Regions from separate parts of the Mus musculus genome. Here regions 1, 2 and 4 are each linked to region 3. Evidence: chromatin contacts called from public Hi-C data. All regions are on one chromosome and are shown on one strand. Each heading gives the region's core, a stretch centred on a gene start, on an enhancer-like site or on the middle of the called end of the contact. The rest is flanking DNA. Distances are from core to core; before and after follow the strand shown.

Region 1 (3,072 bases), core at 328-2,827, 600 kb after region 3:
AGAAAATCACCAGAGTGAACCAATGGGTTTGTTGGGCTTTACCCACAGGATATGTGTCAGGGGTTACTGGAAGGAATATGGGTAACACTAAAACAGCTATACAGGAAAGTACCCATGCAAAATGTGTAATGGATTCCCCATAACACAGAGGTAAAGACCCTTCTCTACTAATCCCACCCCCGACCAGCCTATCTACTACAGGACATCTTGAAACCACATGCAGTTGATATATATTGCATAGAAATGGCTAGAGGAGTGGTTAGAACCTTAGGTTAGGGTCCAGTAGCCTTGCCAATATCCTTCCACAAGCCTGATCATGATGGTATCATGCAAGCAGGCACAGTTTATCTGATGCCATGGTCACTTTGCTCTCAGGATGGTGTTCTACACCACGCATTTTCTGGCCCCCATATGAGTGAAGAATTATAGTAGTAGTTTGTCCTACCGGGGTTTACTTCCTCATATAGACCCAACACGGTCAGACCCAAAGAAACTCACAGCATATTGGAAGGGAGTAAGTCCGTCTCCCTGGAGCAGAATACCAGAAAAAAAAAGTGTTTTCAAACTAGCTTTGTGAAAGAAGTTCTGCAAAAAGTCACCCGAGAGATGCATTGTCAGAAGGGGTGCGTGTCACAGCTTGCAGAGTCCCCTTGAGGTTGTTAGACATGACAGTGGGGGAAGCTATCCCTCTAGTCAATGCTTTTGGCCTTTTAGGGGGACCATGTTTGCCCAATTACTCAAAGGCCAAGTCCTTAGAGAAATGTACCTCTGAGCACACCATAGCTTTATACGGACTCTGCTGATCAGGGATGGCGATGATTTGTTCTCCTGTGGGGGTTGGGACCATGTGAGGAGGCTTGCATTCCAACAAACTGGGCTTGGGACGCTTTTGTTACTTTTAACATCTTAAGTATAGATATTATTCTGTTATTTTCTCATCTCTTTGGGAAGGAAAATTATTGTCAACTAAGAATATGTGCCCTTTTCTTTTTTTACAACATAAATATGCTTTCTCAAGGATGAAAAGAAATATAAGGTTCACAGTTTCTAACCTGTTCTGCAACTATTATAAAAAATAAAAATAAGATCCAAACAACCAAACAACACAGGGCCAGGGACTGGAGAGATGGCACAGTGGATAAAATGCTTGGTATGTGAACATGAGGTCCTAAGTTCACATCTGTGTAAGAGCTGGGTGGTGGCATGTGTGTGTTACCACTGTGTTGGGATATGGAAACAGGCTGTCCCCCAAGGCTTGCTGGCTAGCCAGTCAAGTTGAAATGACTATCTTAAGGCCTGTGAGTGTCCCTGTTTCAAAATCTAAAGTGAAAGATGATAGAATAAAGCACTTAATATTGATCTGTAGCCTTCACATGCCCAGCCATGGACAAGTAAACCTGAGTACACATGTGTACACATACACAGGACACACATGAACACACATACACACACACAAACACACACACACTTGTAAAAAGAGAAAAAACAGCAGCATATTTTGCTGTGTGTAGGAGAGTGTTAAACAGAATGCCAAATCCAAGCTTGCCCCAGAGGCAGAGAGCTGGCAGGCAATCCCTGGGCCTTCAATTACTAGGGAATGTGAGAATTCTTTCTTTGTGGGTTTTCATATCTGCAACACATTCCAAGTTAGAGTCCGGTGTGACAGCTGGTGTGTGAAACCTGTGTCCACAGGCACAGCATGTGTGTGAGGCCTTGGAGAATAGACAGAGGATATCCGGCAACCTGGACCACTGACCAGACACAGTGTAGGCTATCCTTGTGAAGATGGGCTCCTTGGCTCACCACAGCTCAGTGGGCTTTGAATTTTGTGTTATAAGTCAACAACAGCTTCCAAATCCCATCGATATTTTCTAAGTGTATTTCCCAGCATCTTGCTTACCAATTTCGAATACAGATTACCGTGATAAGATCACATGTGTGTGAAATCATGGCACTTATGCCAAACACACAACCTATTTGTGGCCAGTAAGCATGTTTTCTTGTCTGCGGCCAACATGGGTCTCAGTGAATATAAGTGAAGTTGTTTTAGTGGTTTTGCCAATTTTTATCAATTGCTCTCATCAGCATAGATGGCAGTCAGGGTGGTTTTAGGTGTGTGTGTGTTTGTGTGTGTGTGTGTGTGTGTGTGTGTGTGTGTGTGTGTGTGTGTGTGTATGTGTGTGTGTGTGTGTGTGTGTGTGTGTGTGTGTGTGTGTGTGTGTGTGTGTATCATCCGGCTCATTATAGGAAAGAGTAGGTAATTATTCTATAAGCCTTTTGCTGTATAAATGCAAGCTAGGGACAGTGTTCAGCAGTAATAACCAAGCTGACTTGCTTCCTAACAAGATACTGTCCAGAGCAACAACAGAACTCTTAATGGAAGCCTGGGGTGATTTAAGAAAGCTACTGTGGGAGAATTAAAAAGGCATTGCTCTCTAGAGTTGGAGTGAGCAGTAAAAACCAAAAATTTGCTTTTATTAATTCCCTACAATGTGTTTGCTTTTTAACTGGGCCATTCACAGAGATGTGTTTGGAGTGGAGGGAGCCCTTTATGGCTGGATTTATGGGCACCTGAAGTCTGACAAGCATGCTGCTGGCACATCTTGCTAACAATTCCCAGGGAACTTTGTCTGCAAGTAAGAAAAGAACCAAAGTGTGCTTTTATAAATGAACCCTAAGACAGTATGCTAATGTGACCTGTCTCCTAGGAATAACCTTTTCTCCTGCCATTGGCTCATACCCTTGCATGGTCAAGAGTAGGCATGCAAGTATGCTAACTCACTCTCTTGGAATCAAGCCCTAGGAGGCAAAAGCTTATCCTGAGCCTGTTAGCAAAGGTTCTGCAGTTATGAGAACCAGGGTCCCCAGCCTGCCCTGCTCCAGACATAAAATGAAGGGTTGTACAACTGATTCTTGTCATCTCAGAGTCACCAGCCTCTTGGTCAACTTACCTTTGAGGATGGTACTACTGGTTTATTGCCCCTTTCCTGAGATCCCTGTGTGGAGACAGATGTGTACACATAGACTTACTAGGTGACACATCCCTGCTGAGGGCTATTTTTCCTTGGATGC
Region 2 (2,832 bases), core at 32-2,531, 530 kb after region 3:
GCCTTTTTATTGACTAGCTCAAGGCTCCTTTACTGTCATGGTTTCTCAACACTGCCATTTCTTCACTGGAGGAAGACCTTAAGTGCCTCTCCCTGCTTCAGGACATACAAGAAAAAATGAAAGTTAAGGTATCTAGGGTGAATAATAACATTTTCACTTAAAGGTCTTCTAAATACACACATCCAAGCAGCCTACAGAACATACGAGGAACATGTTTGGTCATAGTTCAAATGACCCCTTTCTCCCTTAGGGTCAGGTACTTTAACACTCAGTTCCCAGTTGGTGAAAGTGTTTTGAGAGGTTATGGAACCTTTAGAAATCGGAGCCTTGCTGGAGGAATGATGTCACTGGCGGTGTTACAGGGCTTTGCAGGCTCATGGACTCACCCCACGTGCAGTTTGCTCTGTTTTCCAGGAGTGTGGCTGAAATGTAATCAGCAAGCTTTGGGCTCTGGCTTCCTGCCGCCATGGTTTCTCTCCAATGTGGAACCTCCCTCTGGAGCCCTAAGACATAGGATTCCTAAGACAAAGAAAAGGTCTTTTTCTTTGATGTCTTTACACAGAACATGTTTTGGGGGTTGGACAGATGGCTCAGGCAGTAAATCGCTTCAGCAATAGTGAGGCCTGAGCTGGACCTTCAGGACCTGTGCATCTCCTGTGGAAATGCAACCCTTGAAGCGAGCTGGTTAGTTAGATCTCTGAGTGCAGGAAGAGGCCCTGTTGCAGTACATAGTGTGAACTGCATTAGGGAAGACAGCAACCTCAGGCTTCCATGGGTGTATGCACACATGTGCATACAAACATACATGAGTGAGTACCCCCCTAGAACATGCATGCACATATGCATGCACACCATAGGCACTCCCACATGCACAATCAAAACAAAACCACACATTTTGCTAAAGTTGGAGATGGGTATATTTTATGCTCATTTTTCATCTCCCAAATCCTTTATCCTTTTTTCACTCCTGTCACCTGGCCTCTACGATTCTCTGGTCCCCAACTTCCACTCTGTCATTGCAGAGCAGCATCACAGAAGTATCTCATTTTTTTTTAAAGAGCAGAATTGGGGCTTGACATAGAGGAAGGGATCCGGAGACTGCAGAGAGAATTTAATTAGGTAGATGGGATTTGGGAGGCAGGAGCTTTTCTAGGACACCTGGCTCACCCTTCTGTGTAATGGGAGTTGTCACTAGCCTCTTGCTGGCAGCTGAGGCATCAGGATGTGGGTGTCACTTCTCATCTGAATTAAACGCTGCCAGCAGTGTGACATCTCAGGCAAACGGAAGCTGCCGGGTGCTCAGCTGAAGGGCTTTTAGCTGAGGTTCTTTCCAACCCAGTCAGAGGGGCTCTGACTTGGCGGAGAAATGTCGGGCTAGGAGAATGAAGAGTATTCCTAAGCTCCAAGTCATTAGACAGTCTGCTGAGCAGAAGGGGCTTCGCCTTTGGCCACACTAAGGCAGACAGGTAGAGAGGAAAGGAAGATGAACCTTGCATCTTCACCTTGCTGTGGGTAAATTGGTTCCTTAAGTCTTAGTCTCACCCATGTCTAGGCAAAGGCTATATAACCTCATCAGTACACTCAGAAATGCATATTGGATGCCTACTGAATGGGCATTGTTACAGGGACGAGAGCAAGCTGCTTACCATTAAGCAAAGTCTCTGTCCTCATGACACTTGCTTATCAAGGGAAAAAACCAACTACAATGGCCTGATATGTGGTCTTAATGCCATGAAATGGTCAGAGGACAACGGTGGAAACAGTAGAATTAACTGTAAGGTAATGAAGATTACTGTGTTCCTGACACAGCATAATGGACGATGGCCTCGCTGAACTCTGCACAGCAATAAGAACTAATGATTTGACTCTTGCTTTCATTGAAACCTAGGCAGCTGCTCAAGTCACATTAGCTAGTTAGGTACACCACAACCTGTGGAATTCTGGTAATGAGCCTCTGGTTCAGCGCTGGCACCAAAATAATGATGTTGCTATTGATAAAACTGTATATATCACAGCACTGCTGACCCCCTGTGAAGGCTACTCAAAGTGAATATTCTATGTATTTAACCTGTAATACAGATACAGGCAGAAACAAGATACAGGCGGGGAGATACCTGAGGCTATCTTCTGCTTTCCTCTAGCTTCCTGTCTAGATCATGGAGTTCTGTCACAGGCAAACTGTGGGTTCTGCTGTTGCTTTAGTTATTATCTTAAAGAGCTTATTTTAGTTATTTTAAATTTAAGTTTGAGTTTTTTCATTGTATGGACAGAGACAAATGGAAGCAAGGAATAATGAGGTTTCCTGTGGTTAGGAATGACATTTGGGCTTGGGCAAAGTCTGGAGAGGGAGAAATACGAAGGGGCTGTTGGGAACAGAAAGAGGGTAAAACAGATTGGGTGCCTTGTTTGCAGAAATTAATGAAGCTTTCACAAACCAAACCAAACCAAAACCAAACCAAACCAAACCAAAACAAAACAAAACAAAAAAACAAACAACAACAACAAAAAAAAACCCAAAAACCAAAAAAAAAAAAAAACCAAAAAAACCCAACAACAACAACAACAACAAAAAAAAAACCCCACAAGAGTTGGAAGCAACCCAAGTGTCCATCAACAGGATAATGGCCAAATAAGTGATAGAATGTTCTCCAAATGGGGTGATAGACAGTGATCAAGAGGAGGGTCTACTGACACACAAGGCAACATGGATGTAACCCAATGTGCTGTGTAGAGTGAAAGGATGCATAGACAGAAAAGTGCATGCTGCCTGATGCCATGTGCATGCAACTCAAAACCCAGACCTTGGGAGCTATAGGTAGGGAGATCAGCAGT
Region 3 (3,275 bases), core at 527-3,026:
AAGGAGGATATTGGTATCAATATCCTTGCTATTTTATTGAGTGTCGGATATTTTTCTAAGTAAAGGTGACTTACTTCCCCCCCCCTCTACTTGTGATAAATATCTTTCCACATGCATTTCTCTCTCAGTTTCTATCTTCAGGAGAGACCCTCAGTGGTGGAACGCCCAGCTTCAGGAACATTACCATTTTATGGGTTTGTTACATACAGTTAAGTCCCCTTCCAAACAACCAAATTGTAACCAACAGCGCGAAAACACACAGGCTTAATCAGAATCTGGTTAGCCTTCAGAATTATTGTTATTTTTGCTAATGTAATATGTGTAAAATGATGCTTAATGAGTATTTTAATTTGTTTTCGTCTGATCACAGCAAGGTGGAGCATTTTTGCATATGCTGATTAAGCTCTGAGTCTCTTGCACAGGCGATCAAATCGCACCTTGCTCAGCCGTCTGTGGGGCTTCTTATTTCCATGAGATAATTGTGCATCTTCGTACAGTACGGCCCATCTCATGCTTTGTCTTCCTCTTAATTTTTATATTTTGAGTGTAAAAAATAGACTTTTTAATAGCATTAAATTAGACTCCCCCCTTAACAATAGGGAAACTAATGTCTGAGTATAGTTAAACATGCTTAATGTTATTGTTTGACATGTTTTATAAGATTAGAAAGTATTTACTTTTTGGTAATACAAAATTTATTTTGATTTATGTGGTTAGTAGAAGATGTTTTTTTTTCTAAACAGATAGAATCAAACTACTTTTTAAAAGTATTTTTGCAAGCTGGGTGTGGTGGCACCCACCTTCAATCCCATCGTGCCAGAGGAAGAGGCAGTAGATCTCTGAGTTGAGGCCAGTCTGGTCTACATAGCAGATTCTAGGCCAGCTGGGGATGCATAGTAAGACCCTGTCTAAAAAATGTTTGTTTGTGTGTGTGTGTGTGTGTGTGTGTGTGTTCACATGTGTGTGGGCCCATGGGCATGTAGAGACCAGAGATTGAAGTCATGCGTTTTCTTCAGCTGGTTACCCTATATACTAAGGCAGGGTCTATAGCTGAGCCTTGTGTTTGCTAATCCTGGCTAGTCTTAACTAGCCAGCTTACCCTGAATAGTCTAGCTTCACCCACGGAGTGCTAGGATTAGAAGCCAGCCATTGTGCATACTTAGCTATTTTTAAAATATGTACTTTATGTGCGTCTCTCTATGTGTATGTGTACATGTGCAGGTGCTTGCAGAGGCCAGGGGAAGGTGTCAGATTCCCTGGGGCTGGGATTACAGGTGATTGTGAGCCACCTGACATCGATGCTGGACTATTTCCCCAGCCCAGCTCCTCAGACTTAAGCACTTTTTCAAAGCCACTTTGGTTATTTGAAGTGACGTATTCAGATACTGGAGATGAGGATGCAGACATATTTGGCGGACCACTAACATGCCTACCATAAACAGCTCTGGAATTTTACTCAAAAATGTTGAGTTTTGTTTAAAACGTGTGTAGAAGAAGTATCAGCAGTAGCGTAGTGTTCTTTGTGACATATCTACATTTCTGGTGCAGTCCTGTCTTCGTGGAGATTACTTGGTGACATTTAGAGGTTTGCACCTATAATTTTAACAACACCGTCTCATTAACTATTTGTCTTAAGCTATGTGTTGTCGACGTGCACAGGACTTTTCTTTGTACACATTCTTCCTGAGTGTATTTTTCTAGCCAGTTCTCACTTGATGTCCTTAATTCCTTATGAAACTATATTCCCTGATGTAATATCATTTGGCATCCGCTCTACAAGGAGAAGCATATGTTGGCAATAGGCAGTGCGATGAGAATGTTGTTCCTAGGGAATCAGTTTAGCAGTGCCATATTGTGAAACCTCCATGTTCATTATTTATTTGAGGCAATACAAAAATGCTGAGCACCGAGGTGACCTTCTGAGCTGAGCAAACGCTGCTGATATTATATGTGACCTACTTTGCTCAGTGTCCTGAGCCGAAGGATACCCTGCAGCCTGGTGGACTGCCCTGGCAAAGGAAAGTGACATATGGGCCTGGGGTTGAGAGATAGTTTTTGCTTAGGGACTGTGTACAGACCTCCTCAAATGACTCATTAATGTCTACATCAGGGAGGTTGTAATTTCGGATCTGCTTCCTTCCAAGTCTGATATTCATGTTAAAAATGAGCTCTTGATACAAAGGGTAACCTTGGAACTCACTGACAGGAGACCTGGTCCAGTCTCTAGTGGGAGGAGGCAGCTCAGGCTCACAGGGCACCGATTCCTGTTTGAGAACAGGGAGGTGGGAGAGGATTGAACTCAGTCAGCTGACTGATGGATATTTCTAAAAATCCAATATAAAACCAGGTATGGCAGAGCATGCTCATGATCTCAGTGTGTGGGAGGTAGAGGCAAGAGGATTGGGGTTCAAGGTCATCAGTGGCTACACAGCAAGGTGGAGGTCAGCCTGGGCTACATGACACCCCGTCTTCAAAAACCAAACACAAAACCAACTAACAACAAAATACAACATCCCTTTAAAAAGTCTACAAGGCATCTGTCCCTTCAATTTCATATTTAAAAAAAATTTTTTTTAAATGTGAGTGTATTTGTACATGTGTTTGTATGTAGAGGGTGTGTGTGTACGTGCTCGCATGAATGTGCCTGCATTTGTGCATGTGTGGGGGACAGAGGACACCCTTATTGCCATTGGCCAGGAACCCACCAAACAGGCAATACTAGCTGGCCAGTGAGACCCGGGGATTAGCTGGTCTCTGCCTCTCTTGCTGTTTCTTGTGTTGCTTCTGGGCATCAAACTCGGGTCCTTAAGCTTACAAAGCACCTAGTGGAGCCATCTCCCCAGGCCCGGTTTTCTTTCTTGTTTTGTTTTGTTTTGTTTTGTTTTGTTTTGTTTTGCTTTGTTTTTCTAGACAGGGTTTCTCTGTGTAGCCCTGGCTGTCCTGGAACTCACTCTGTAGACCAGGCTGGCCTCGAACTCAGAAATCCGCCTGCCTCCGCCTCCTGAGTGCTGGGATTAAAGGCGTGCGCCACCACGCCTGGCTTTCTTTCTTTTTATATGGTTTCTTGGGAAGCGTCTAGGGAGTACGAGATCTTTTTGACATTTAGCTTTAGAATACCTTTGCTCCTTTAAACTAATTATCAACCAACCAGCAGGATCTTGGAAAGCTTCAGAATTCCCTGCTCTAAGAATTGATAACAAGTGCTTGATTTGATTTTCCTTTCTGATGCCATAGGTATCCAGCATTTACAAACCATGCCAATTTTCTTATTTTAA
Region 4 (3,046 bases), core at 280-2,779, 710 kb after region 3:
TGCTTGTTTTTAACCTTGGGACACACAGCTGTTTAAAGTTATCATTTTAAATTTGAACATAAAGCTTGGTTTCCTTTTCTCTTTGTTCCTGTAACACCCTGGAGTAGTTTTTCATGTTTCTCTTGATCAACTGCTTTAAACAATAACCAAGAATAGAATTCCCTTACAAAGGATTTAAATAGCAAATACAAGTTGGGATACCGAAGTGACAGTCCAGCTCACAGGAGGGTCCTCACTTCTGATACCAAGACAGCCTTTCTTACATTTGTTCTGCAGCAACAGGACAGATTCCCTTTTATTTTTAAGGATTGAAACATTTCCCCCAACCCTGTCCTATGTCTGCCAGATCAAAGACCAGTTTGGCAAATAAATAGTCTCAGATTTCTAATTTGGGGTTCTAGAAATGTGTTCTCTGAAAAAAAATTTTTTTTCCTCTTAGGAACTAGGAAATTTAATGCAATCAAGTTTGTGACTTTAATAATAAAAAGATTCTGCAGCCAGAAGAATGGTTCAGCAGGGAAAGGAGCTGCCATGTGGGCTTCTTCACCTGAGTTTGATCTGTAAAAGAATCAGATGCAGTGGCAGTGTGTGTGTTTAAAGCCAGAAGTCTGAGGAAAGATGAGGGGCAGGGGCAGGAACCCTGCCAGAAAGAAGCCGGCTGGGACTATATAGAGCAGCATCAAAAAAAGCAAGAGGTGATCTTATATCAACTAGCTGGGAGGCAAGAATCAACTCCCAGATGTTATCCTCTGTGTCTACAGGAACATTGTACTATGATCACACCTACATTCACACACACACAGGAACACAAAGACACACACACAGATATTCACAGAGACACACACAGAGACACATGCACAGAGGGACACATGTAGACACATACAGACATATACATAGACACATGTACACACAGACACACACAGACACGTGCATACACACACACATACAGGCATACCCACAGATATATGCACACAGAGCCACACATATGGACACACACAAGAAATAATAAAAAGCAACAATTCTATAAATTACTCTTTAGATGAGCAGAGCACTTCTGTGCGCACCCTGCTTCATGATAGTGATATGTTCTAACTCAGATAAATCTTGTCCCATGTTTGTTCAAGTTGCTATCTCCCTTCAGAAGAGCAGGAAGCTGTCGCAGAAAGCTGTCGCAGAAAGCCAATTCTCTTTAGGTGATAGGACACATTCTAGCCAGAGAATGCCAAGGGCAAATCCTATCACCTACTTCCAGTGCAGAGTAAGACTCCACAATTGTAGGGTGGAGATGAGCATCGTGAACTGCCATCCTGCACCTGAGAGACAGTCCTGTTCAAGTAAGATGAATCTGAAGGGAGAATTTTACACAAGGAAGGGAACTTTGCATTAGGATAGATGTCTCCTTCTATAAGAACAGATTGCAGTTCTTCCCATGATGGAAGGGGTCCAATGTAATCAAACTCTCACTAGGAGGCTTGATGAATCTCTCCCCACCTTCAACCTGGGAATGGAGCCATATCAGTGTTTGGATGTAACCTCTGCCGTTGGTAATTTGGATACCCAGCAGGCACAGCAGTTGATCATGGAAGGACTGTTTCGGGGTTTCAAGTTGCGGAACTTGCCCGGGAGTTCTTGTGGCTGCCAAACAGCTACTTGGCTCATGAGTCCATGAAGCAAACACTAGACAATTGAGAGAATTGGTTCATGGTCCATCCCAGGAGCAGGCCTCCCATCCACCTGGCTATGGGGAGTTCTATCCATAATGAGTGCAAACTGAGGGCTTTTATAGTTCTGCAAAATTAAATGTGAGTGTATATTCCATGAGACACAGACACATCGTATTGCCATGGAAAGGGAGGAATTGGACTCTTCTTTCCTAGGTTTTCTGGGCGCAGACTCTTCAAACAGATTCAACAAGTTGAGACACTCGGACCGTTTATCTTTGTGATTAGGATCTGCCTATATATATATATATATAATATATATATATATATATATATATATATCTGCCTATATATATATATATATATATAATATATATAATATATATATATTAACAATTTAGTAAGTTGGCAGTTGACATTCTTACTTTTGGCCTTGGGACACCAGGAATCAGTCACCATCATATGGTTCTGATGACTGGAACAACCATGTTCCCGTGTGTTTTGCAATAACCACAACACAATAATTATACGTCATCATGGTCAGAAATGGTTGCATATTACCATATGGCATCTGACATCACATGGCCATGTTACCTCACTAAAATACAAAGTTCTGATACTTAATGGTGAAAGTTACAGTCCCTAATGTTTTATACCCAAACTGAGAAACAGCCAAAGACAGCAGCAGAGGTTGGTAATGAGGCTGCATTCCCTTCAGGAAAGCATATTTTAGTGCCTTAGTGAAGACTCCTTTCTCTTGGAGAACCTCAAGGAATGCTTCAGATATCTTTCTGTGGCTGGGAAAGAAAAACCCCCAGAAGCAAAAAAGACTTTATTTTAACTCACAGTTCAAGGTACAGTCTGTTGTGGCAGTATGTAAATTCATGGCACCAGGAACTTGAACATCTGGTCTAATCACTTCCATAGTCTGAAAGCAGAGAGTGATAAGTGCATTCATGCTAGCTCTCAGCTTTCTTTCTCCAGTTTGTAGAGATCTGTCTGTCCGTCTGTGTATTATTTAGTCCAAGGACCTCTTCCCAGGGAATGATCCCACTCACAGTAAAAAGAATATTCACACATTAACTATCTAAATCTATACTATGTGATTGGTATGCCCAGTGACCCATCTCCCAGGAGATTCTAGACTCTGGCAAATTGACAATTAACACTGACACACCAGTTATTCTAACATATTCATATTCCAGAGCTTTCAAATTCTATTCTATATTGTATTACAGATAAGTTATAGAACCCTGATCTTGTTAATCCAGGGAGCTAATGAATCCAAGCTTTACAAAACCAACCAAGAAAACTTTTATTCCATCTCTGGGTCCCGAACTGCTGGACAGACACTGTTAGAATCTCCAGTCTACCAATGTTAACCA

The links. Hi-C and Micro-C count contacts between places; a contact is called where the count stands out from the background.
Region 1: a contact with region 3 is called in a Hi-C map of cerebellar granule neurons, with 3 times the contacts expected there. The contact joins two enhancer-like sites. A contact is called at or near these places in 6 of 484 Hi-C or Micro-C datasets (cerebellar granule neurons, cerebral cortex and cortical neurons) and 1 of 115 datasets of contacts at active chromatin or transcription factors (astrocytes).
Region 2: a Hi-C map of cerebral cortex shows a contact between it and region 3, with 1.8 times the contacts expected there. The contact joins two enhancer-like sites. A contact is called at or near these places in 1 of 484 Hi-C or Micro-C datasets (cerebral cortex) and 3 of 115 datasets of contacts at active chromatin or transcription factors (astrocytes, embryonic midbrain and forebrain).
Region 4: a contact with region 3 is called in a Hi-C map of cerebellum, with 4 times the contacts expected there. The contact joins two enhancer-like sites. A contact is called at or near these places in 11 of 484 Hi-C or Micro-C datasets (Sertoli cells, cardiomyocytes, cerebellar granule neurons and 5 more) and 2 of 115 datasets of contacts at active chromatin or transcription factors (astrocytes and embryonic midbrain).

The regions. Positions count from the first base shown.
Region 1 is chr9:112,829,871-112,832,942 of GRCm38.p6, reverse strand. No RefSeq gene overlaps it. Among named protein-coding and RNA genes, the nearest start is that of Gm36251, 290 kb to the left of the region's middle. Within about 2 kb of position 1,577, at least 10 of the 459 cell types and tissues checked have an H3K27ac peak or open chromatin away from gene starts, as enhancers often do. A contact at or near this core is called in cerebellar granule neurons, where this site is marked.
Region 2 is chr9:112,904,555-112,907,386 of GRCm38.p6, reverse strand. No RefSeq gene overlaps it. Among named protein-coding and RNA genes, the nearest start is that of Gm36251, 220 kb to the left of the region's middle. Within about 2 kb of position 1,281, at least 4 of the 459 cell types and tissues checked have an H3K27ac peak or open chromatin away from gene starts, as enhancers often do. A contact at or near this core is called in cerebral cortex, where this site is marked.
Region 3 is chr9:113,431,467-113,434,741 of GRCm38.p6, reverse strand. No RefSeq gene overlaps it. Among named protein-coding and RNA genes, the nearest start is that of Gm39438, 11 kb to the left of the region's middle. Within about 2 kb of position 1,776, at least 10 of the 459 cell types and tissues checked have an H3K27ac peak or open chromatin away from gene starts, as enhancers often do. A contact at or near this core is called in cerebellar granule neurons, cerebellum and cerebral cortex, where this site is marked.
Region 4 is chr9:112,721,159-112,724,204 of GRCm38.p6, reverse strand. No RefSeq gene overlaps it. Among named protein-coding and RNA genes, the nearest start is that of Gm24957, 200 kb to the right of the region's middle. Within about 2 kb of position 1,529, at least 3 of the 459 cell types and tissues checked have an H3K27ac peak or open chromatin away from gene starts, as enhancers often do. A contact at or near this core is called in cerebellar granule neurons and cerebellum, where this site is marked.